Regions from separate parts of the Anas platyrhynchos genome. Here region 1 is linked to region 2. Evidence: chromatin contacts called from public Hi-C data. All regions are on one chromosome and are shown on one strand. Each heading gives the region's core, a stretch centred on a gene start, on an enhancer-like site or on the middle of the called end of the contact. The rest is flanking DNA. Distances are from core to core; before and after follow the strand shown. Region 1 holds the start of CRB2 (crumbs cell polarity complex component 2). Region 2 overlaps RABGAP1 (RAB GTPase activating protein 1).

Evidence for each region. Hi-C and Micro-C count contacts between places; a contact is called where the count stands out from the background.
Region 1: a Hi-C map of F1 follicle shows a contact between it and region 2, with 2.3 times the contacts expected there. The contact joins the promoter of CRB2 here to the enhancer-like site in region 2. A contact is called at or near these places in 3 of 8 Hi-C or Micro-C datasets (F1 follicle, skeletal muscle and subcutaneous adipose tissue).

What each region holds. Positions count from the first base shown.
Region 1 is chr18:12,727,883-12,732,387 of IASCAAS_PekinDuck_T2T, forward strand. CRB2 (crumbs cell polarity complex component 2) reads left to right here and starts at 2,918. Exons shown (of 13, transcript XM_072025256.1): 1 at 2,918-3,052. STRBP (spermatid perinuclear RNA binding protein) reads right to left here and starts at 2,425. Exons shown (of 19, transcript XR_005259945.2): 1 at 2,279-2,425.
Region 2 is chr18:12,637,112-12,641,668 of IASCAAS_PekinDuck_T2T, forward strand. It overlaps RABGAP1 (RAB GTPase activating protein 1), which reads left to right. Exons shown (of 25, transcript XM_027470903.3): 15 at 1-2; 16 at 616-759; 17 at 2,357-2,398; 18 at 2,759-2,887. Among named protein-coding and RNA genes, the nearest start is that of GPR21, 21 kb to the left of the region's middle. Within about 2 kb of position 2,725, at least 1 of the 8 cell types and tissues checked has an H3K27ac peak or open chromatin away from gene starts, as enhancers often do. A contact at or near this core is called in F1 follicle, where this site is marked.

The DNA.
Region 1 (4,505 bases), core at 1,668-4,167, 91 kb after region 2:
GCTCACAAGCTGGAAACCAGTTCCCAAACTCTGCATCTGCACCGAGTTTCAGCTCTACGCTAATATTTACGGAAGGCATGCCTTTTGCCCTCTGCTCCCACACTGCTCCTCTCCGCCCAATGGCTTTCTATACGATTGCTTAGCTAGCTCAAGACTCTGTTGTAGGGATCTGCACATGAGGCCCACCTTGTGTTACACCTTTCCACTTGCCTACCACTTCTCACTTGCAATTGGTTTTACAGCAGCAGCAACCAGAAGCAGCTGGAATTCCATCTTCTAGGACAAGCCACGAGGCTGGACTCAGCAACCTTCAGTCACCAGCTGGGGCTCACCCAAACACATGGGTATTTCTAGGTAGAAGCTTCCTCCGGTTCCAAGAAATTCAGTCCTAGATTCCTACCTTCCATTTAGCCCGTGAACCCTTGGGAGCAAGACCTGGTGCTTCCTCAGCATCCTCTTTGGGAGGAGACGACAATACTGTCGATAGTTCAATAATAGCGATCGGCGTGGACGAACGGCCCTTTTATAAAACAGGAGTAAGAAACTTTGCCAGAACAAAAGATTCTACGAGGAATGCGAAAACAGCACTAGACTTGTGCTATCAACGACAAGATAATGAGAAACGGAAAACAAAATATTAAAACCTGACCATTAGCGATCAGTACCCGCTCTTTTCCCTATTCCTTCCTTCATTCTACACTAATGTGAAGCAGAAAAAATGATTGGAAAGTTCCAGAGAGACAAAATGACACACGCCAAGAACTTCCAGAGTCCAACTTCCTAAAAATGACCAGGAATGTAGTACAAGTCACAGCCAGCCCGTTTGCTGACACGGCCTTCTACTACTTCTTCTGCAGACTGGCAGGAAATAACCTCAACCCATCCTTTACACATTTTTGATGGCCCATCTAAGAGGCAGACTATCCAAATTCTTGGAGAACTCTTCTGCTTTCTGAGAGGCTGCAAGCAACCAGCACACACTTATAAAGGAAAACACCAGTACAACCTCTACGGACACAGCCAGGCCTTACTCCTTCCCTCAGATATTTTCAAGGCCTCCCCCTGTCCCCCAGCACAGGCAGCACTTTTCCATCGTCACTCCCTTGCTGCAAACCCCAGGCCCTCTCTGCCTCCTCAGTTGCTTCCTTTGGGTCTCCCAAAGAGAGGTCATCACATCCTCAAAAACAAAATACAGTGAGACCGAAGTTTTCAGAGTCCTTCCTTCCCTGTTCTTTCCAAGAACAGAAAATCATTCTGCACGAGTGAAGGAAGTGAGGTTAACTTTCTGCCTTTACTGGGTTTTAGACGCTTGCCAGGACACACGGCTCTGTAAGCACAACTATTTTGACTTACGTGCCAGTGGTGCAAGCACTTTTTAGAACTGGAGATCTGAAACACCTTACGTCACGTTACGACCACCTGACAACAGCATGCACTTCAGTCTTCCCTCACCTTAACCACGCTCAGAAGCGTTAAGTCTTCTGTAAGAAATACCCGAAGCCTCGTACTGAAAAAGAAAGGTCTGTAGGACACAGCCACGCAAATTCAGACCCATCCCAACTCCACCATTTTACCAGCCCTTCCAACGCTCTGCTCCGTGCACGGACTCTTTGGAGCAGGACATTCTCCCCGTCCCTTCTGGGATCGCACAGCACCGTGGGATCACCAGGGAGCCCTTTGGCCGGGCAGCGGGCACGTCCAGCCCCATACAGAACTGGCGTTCTGCCCCCCTGGGGACCCTCCAGCGGATCCCCAGCCTCGGCACTTCTCCCCTGCACACCAAGCAGCGGCTCCACAGCCCCCGGTGCGGGGCGAAGCCAGGAAGGGGAATAAAAGGTAACAAACCCCGACCCGACCCCGACCCCAACCCCAGCGCGGGGCAGGGCGCGGGCGGCTCCTCCCGCACCCCGCGGGGCTGCGGCGCTGGGGGGGCCCCGGGGACGCTCCGGGGGGGCCGGGACCGGGCTCCCCCCCCGCCCCCCCCGGTGCCCGTTGGCCCCGCGCCGCCCCCAGCCCCCCCCCCGCGCTAACGGCCCCTCCCTCACACCTCCCCCCCCACCCCAACGGTCCCAACGGTCCTAACGGTCCCCACACCCCCCCCGCCCCCCCCCTTCCCTAACGGCCCCGCCGCCCCCGTCCTGCCCTTGCCTGCTGCCCGCAGTGCCCGGTGCAGTGGGCGGAGCGGTGCCCGGCACCCGCCTCCCCTCAGGGTGGCACCGAGCCCCCCCCCCCCCCTCACCACCGGTCCCCCCCCGTCCCCGCTCCCCCCCCCCCTCACCCCGCCGGCCGCCGGCCCCGCCGCAGCCCCCGGCCCGGCCCGGCCCCGTCCGGCTCCTCCGGCTCCGCAGCGGCGAGCGGGGCTCGGGCACGTGACAGCGCCCCGCGCCCCCATAGGCTGCGGCTGCCGGGCAACGTGAGCCCGCCCCCTGCCTGCACCTGAGAGGGAGCCTTACGCCGCCGGCGTAGAGGGATGCCGCGCCGCCGCGCAGAGTGCGTAGCGGAGCCCCGCCGGGCCGCCCGCTCCTCCTCCCCTCCCTCCCTCCCCTCACCGCGGCGGCCTCACGGGGCTGACGTAAAGGTGCTCGACCCGGCCCTACCTGCGGCCGCCGCGCCCCGCGTACCCCGCCTTAGCCCCGGCCGCCGCCCGCGGGGAGCGCTCCCGGCGCCTCAGGGAGCTCCCGCGGCCGTGCGAGGCGGGAGCGGCCGAGCCCGCAGCTCGGTACGCCGCTTGCGTAAAGCCCCTCAAAGAGGGCAGTGTTCCTTACGGAATCTCCGTAACGCCGCCGAGGCGGGCGCTGCACCTGAGAGGCTTCCCGTTGCGCAAGTGGCGTAGGTGCCGGCGTGCCGTGCGCAGGGTACGCAAGCGGCGCGGCGGGGCCTGGCGGAGGCGGCCGCAGGTGCGCGCGGGGAGCCCCGGCCACGGCCCCTCAGAGCGGGGGCGCCGCGGCCCCGCCTCAGGGCGCCCCTGTGAGGGCCGGTCCCGGGCCGTGCCCGTCCCGTCCCCGCCCGGCCGCTCGGCTCGGACAGGGCCCGGCCCGGGGTGAGGTGTGAGGTGAGGCCCCGGCGCTTCCCCAGCCCCTCGGTGGGAGGGAGCGGCCTGCGCTGCGCTGAGGAGCGGGGTGACCGTGCGGGCTGCTCGCCACACGGATCCCGCAGCGGGTGTCAAGCCGTTAAAATCAGGACTTGTGGGTGAGCCTGGGCAGGGTGGGCACCACAAGGAATACAGCGTGCAGTAATACACGTCTTTCTCCTCTAGAAATCAAGACAAAGGCTCACCTTCTCAGTTCAAGTTAGATTTCAGCTGCCCTGTGGTAATTCTTCCCAGCCCCAGACATCTGACGGTTCTAGAGCTCCATCTGCCACGGGCACTAACACAAAGTCAGAGGGAGAGTTCCAGTAATGTGCTTCAAACGCTTCAGAGCAGCGCTAGCGTGCCGAAACCTTTAGGTATGAGGAGGGAAGGTTGGGTCTGGGTTTTTTTGTTTGTTGGTATGCGTGTCAAAGAACCTCAGTGCTTCTGCTTCAACATTCAAATGGCCAATATCATTACATTTGAGTGCCTCAAACGAGGATATTTGACCCATAATTTGTGCAAAAATATTATTTTTTCCTCTCAAGACTTGGCACTCCAGGATCAATGTAAGAGACGAATGTTTCCAGAGCTGTTTGCGCGAGTGCTTCAAAATTTCTGCAAGGTTTTCTAGTTTAAGTGCCTTTCAGGCTCAGCTTTGAACATATTAGTTCATGGCGATTGTACTATGTAATATAATTTCTCACACTTTTCAAAACCAATTTTGCATAGGCTGCAGGGATGAAAGGCAATTGACTGGGGAATGCCATGCCAAACTAATCAACGTGCAACATGCTGTGCTAAAGCAGCCTGTGAGGGAACTTTGGTAAAAGGCGGTAGTTTTTGGAATTCTGCAGTGCTGAAGATAAGCAGTAACGTTCATTCTAAAGAGAAGTAGAAAACACACGTGCATGAATAACTTTACATGTAGTGAGAGGCCTAGCTTGTTCAAACTGAACCGCTGATAGTTTGTAGGCTTCTTTGCAAGGCTGTGGTGTCAAGGGGATGCTAGAACATTATCTGGTATTTTTGAATTTTCCCAGCATCCCCTAAACAACTGAGGGAATCACAAAGGCTGTAGAGACACAGAGACAAAAAATGAGCTGAAGCACTTTGCCAGAGGTAACACGCCCAACTCATGTAGTCTGGGTTAGAATTCCAAGCTGAGTATGGAAAGGAAACTCACAACCTGAGTACTGCACAGCGATTTCGTCTTTCTCCTGAATGGTCAGACTAGCTGAGGGTGGTCTGACTTGTGCTGTGTGGATTTTGTACTGTGACAAGTATATAATGGGTTATAACCAGTTATATGGAAAAACATACCAATCTGAGATGTTAATGAAACATACCGATCTGAGATGTTAATGTAGAGCACACAGAGTAAGTGACTGAACTCCTCTATTTATTTCGGAGACATTTAATATAGAATTAGCTT
Region 2 (4,557 bases), core at 1,475-3,974:
AGGTAGGTACTCAAACTTGTGTGAACTGAATGGATCAGAACCTGCAATTCGAATGGTTAGCAAAATCAGCCATTTGTTTTACACATGAATGCTGTCTGTAACCTCTTAGTAAGGATGAAGAGTGAAGATTATCCATACTGGAGGTTTTCTGAGACTAGAGAGTGCTGACCTGAGACAGTCGGATAGCACTGGCCGCGTGCAGTAAGTCTGAAGGCAGAGGTGTGTGAGAGCTGGAGTGGCTCTCATACAGACTGTCCTGCCAGTGACTTCTGAGCTCACTGCGGACACGCCGCAGAGTGGCTTTGCAGGGTCAGCACATCTCCTGTCCGGGTTTCTTGCTAGGGTGAGAGCGTGGAGACTGGGCTCACTGTGCATGTAATACAGTGGCCTTTTGAGCATCTGCACTGGGACATGCCTTCAGCATCCTTGGAAGGTTCTTTAACAGGTCATACAGCTGGCTTGTCAGGCATGAGTGGATACAGAGCCTGCCTATCTGCACTGATTGTCACTGTAAGGGCACTACCCAACTTCTATTACTTTGGAATTTTGTCTAATGCTCCAAAATAGTATAAATTAACTTTTTTTTTTTTTTTTTTTTTGTAATATTATTCTTAGGAATACATTCCTGATCTCTATAACCACTTTCTGGACATTAGCCTTGAAGCACACATGTATGCTTCCCAGTGGTTCCTTACATTGTTCACTGCAAAATTCCCTCTCTACATGGTCTTCCATATTATCGACTTACTCTTATGTGAGGTACGTGTTATAATTGGAGGTTTGTACTACTAGTAACTTTTGACAGTTTTTTACTATCTTGGTTCATGTCCTTGTTACTATCTGTTCTTTCAGAGCTAGGCAAGTGATACTTATTTTTATGTAGAAGTGTTACGTTTTTGCAGTGAAAAAGAGATCTCAGCATTTTAAAGGTATGAATTGGGAACATATGTGATTATAATATCCCATTTCATTGAATACTGTTTAATCTGTATGTATAATTCCATACAGTGCTCATGGAATGGAAATTAATTTACAAATATGTGGATGAAAGATTCCAAATTTATTTGGTGGTTAAATTGTATTATAGATGATACCATTTTTTTGTAGAACACTGTTGCAAGAAGGCCATTGCATATAAAATTTCTCAGCTAACTTCTGTGCTGGTAACCTCACAAGCTTGGAGCTCTTTTTCCAGGAGACTTGAAGTCTCCTTATACTTCCCAGCATATAAGGAGGAAAGCAAATTCTTTACTTCGAGGTTTTGCACATAATCATGTTTAAAACAGTATATTTGGTGGTATGTTGGTAAGTAGTGTAGTTTCAGTTGGAGCTTATTAAAATATATGAACAATTCACATTTTGTACTGAAGCATCCCTGAGCTAACTAATGATTTACTTTTATACTTGCTGATTAATATTATTCATGCATTCTTCACCAGATCTGCAGTTGCTGCTGTGAAGTGGCACAGTTTATCTGCATTCCCTACACGGAGGGGTTTCAGCATTCATAAACCTCCTGGTCAATGTTTTTACCCTTTCACTGTTATCTGTCTGCTGCTTGATTTGTCCATGTGCCAATGAAACAGAAAGTAACAGATGGTATCTAGAAAATCAGTTTTATTTGTTTAGAAACACATTTTAAATTCATAAATAGTAAATGTGTTCATAGTGAAGGCTCAGGGGTTTCTTTGTCATTTAGAAAAAATAATTCATTGGGGAAGAGAAAGACAATCTTGAAACAATATCAGCAATGTGTCTCGATTTTTGAAGGTACCACTTAAGTTGCATGCTGCTGTTGACTTTTCATAATTAATTGCTCAATTTAAATAAAACACTTCTAAAAAGTAGTGGCAAAGGTTAGATGATGTAGGACTCTGTCCTAAAGTGATGACTTTCTTTGTCATTAATGACTTTCTTTGTCATTAAAAGAATTATTCCAGGTTTTGAATACCAGAAATTGATGTATTCATGCATATATTGCTGCATATGATTCCAGTATTTTCTGAAGTTGCTATATGAAAACTAAGGGACCTTGAGCTGACCGACTAGTCATTAAAAATAAAGTACAGTGCTCTCATCATTCTGGAGTTTCAAACTACTAAGGAGACAGTAAAACCTGTGCTGAAAGATTGGTTTGCTATCACATAATGGCAATCCAGTAAAATACCTTCCTCATTTTTTGCAAAGTCATTCTCAGGGCCTTTGATTTCATGTAGTACCTGTAGTTACCTACATGTGTAAACTTGTATCCTGGTTTTCAACTTCACAAAAACTAGACGAACAACAAAACCCACCAAATAACTAGAGTTGTAAATACTGAGAAATTAATTTATCTTGTTATTATTTTTCTCTTTAGGGAATAAGTGTTATTTTTAATGTTGCACTGGGATTATTAAAAGTGAGTATCCAATTTTTAAAGTGTTTTATGCTACATCATGCACAGTATCAAAACTTAAGATGTTTATTAAAAACTATTTAATAATAATAATTATTATAATAATATATATATTTAAAGCTAACAACTTCCTGTATTACATATGCTGTTGTGTGGCTTGCTCAGTGCAGCAGGGTGCTTTTGGGGGATGGGGTGGCAGGGAATAGAAGGTTGCAGAAATAGAAACAAACAGAGTTTTTAGAAGGTTAAAAAGTAAATATGTTCTTGGGAGCTTTACAAAACTGTTGTTGCGTTGTCTCTGGGAATTCAGTATTTGTTCAAAATCTGCTTTGCAATTACTGGGTCTTCTGTCCTTGTCTCCAGACTACCAAGGATGATCTGTTACTGACTGACTTTGAAGGGGCATTAAAATTCTTCCGTGTACAGCTGCCCAAGAGATACCGTTCAGAGGAAAATGCAAAGAAGCTGATGGAATTAGCCTGTAATATGAAGGTAAAGATGTGGTGATAGCAATTGTGACTATGTCTTGAATGGGTACAATTTCAGTCTCCATATGTAACTTCACAATTTATTTGTCCAAGTGAAAATAACTGCAGATTTTTTTGCAGTGAAATACAGTAAAGCCCTGAGATTTTCAGTGATAGAGGCCCACATGGAGAAATAAGAGACTGGCTTTCAGAGAGCAATATTTAGTGCTACTAAAATCAGGCTTAAAAACAAACAAACAAAAAACAACACAACAACAACAAAAACGCCACTAATGGCACTAAAATAAAATACTGACATAGCTGCAGTTCTTTTAAGTTCTCGTCTAGTAGTAGGTGCAAAAAGGGTAGTATCTTTAACTGAGAAGAAGGGGGGAGGTTTTATTTAAAATGGAGTATATAATGCACAAACAAAGTGTTATCTTTCAGAGTGTGGCTATTTTTAATTGGGCACACGTGATACTGTAATAAAAAAAATACTGAGAATGGTTAGCCTTATGACTTACAGAACAGAAAACGTGTATCATGGGAAAATATGTCATCTCTGATCCTTCTAGGAGCCTTCTTTTGGACAGAATAGAAGCTAGAGTTCAGTATGTACTGTAGACTGGAGAGATGTTGTCCCAGAAATTTTCTCTCTGTAAATGAATTAATCTCAATAGTTCCTGTTTTCTGAGATAATTTATTCGGAGAGCTCTGTGGGCTTCCTTGCGTGTTTGAATTGCTGAGGTACACCGTGGAGTTCTTTTGTTTGATGTTTTTTGTTACATTTCAGTTGCCCATTAAGCCCTATTTATTAAGTATAACTACATGAAATGAAAGTTCTAGCCTTTGACATTAAGACTTTAGTTATATACATCAAGTATTGCATTATCTTGTAGCTGAAAGTCAATTGCTTTTATAATCAATAATACTCTAGCTAAAGCTTTATATTGGCATTTTGGAATAGGCCCTTAAAATAGAATTTCAGAATGAAGTTACTGTAAGAAATGTATCGTTTCCTCTTTATAGACGGGATAATTGAGTTCTAAAATGGAACTTTGATAATTTATTTTGTATATTTTAAGGAAGCTGTGATTCTTTCTTTATAATTTCACATAGATTAATGTATGGTCAAATATACTGGTATGATTCTTTTTTTTTTGTTTTTATATTTCTTTAAATTCACTGGAGGAATTCTTTTGTAGCGTCAGTTTATAAGTACACATCTTCCCTAGTATGTTAACATTCAAGACATCAAGTAGCGATATTCTCCATAGAATTCAAGTATGTCTTAAATGACACTGGTGTAGAAATTAGGAAATAATTGAGAAGTAAGCAAACTGTTTTAGCTCATCCAAACATTTGATGTTAGCCACAGATTAGACATTGCATATACATCTGGTTAAGATCGTGTAATGGGTGCATTTGCTTTTCATGTTTCCAAATAACTTGTTCCTCTTCCCACTCTGCCAAATTTCCCTTCGTTCTCAGTGCTGTGTGAAGTAGTTAAGGCAAACAGTCAAGGTCGTACACTGCTTTCTTGAGTGCTTCATGTTTTCAGGGGATTAAATGGAAAGTTATGGAGAAAGTGCAGGCTGCACTGCTCTGTGCAGGCTCTGCACAGATGCTGCACACTTCTGTATCTCATCCATGTTTGTTGCCTCTGATTGGAGTGCTGCATGTAATAGCCTTCTT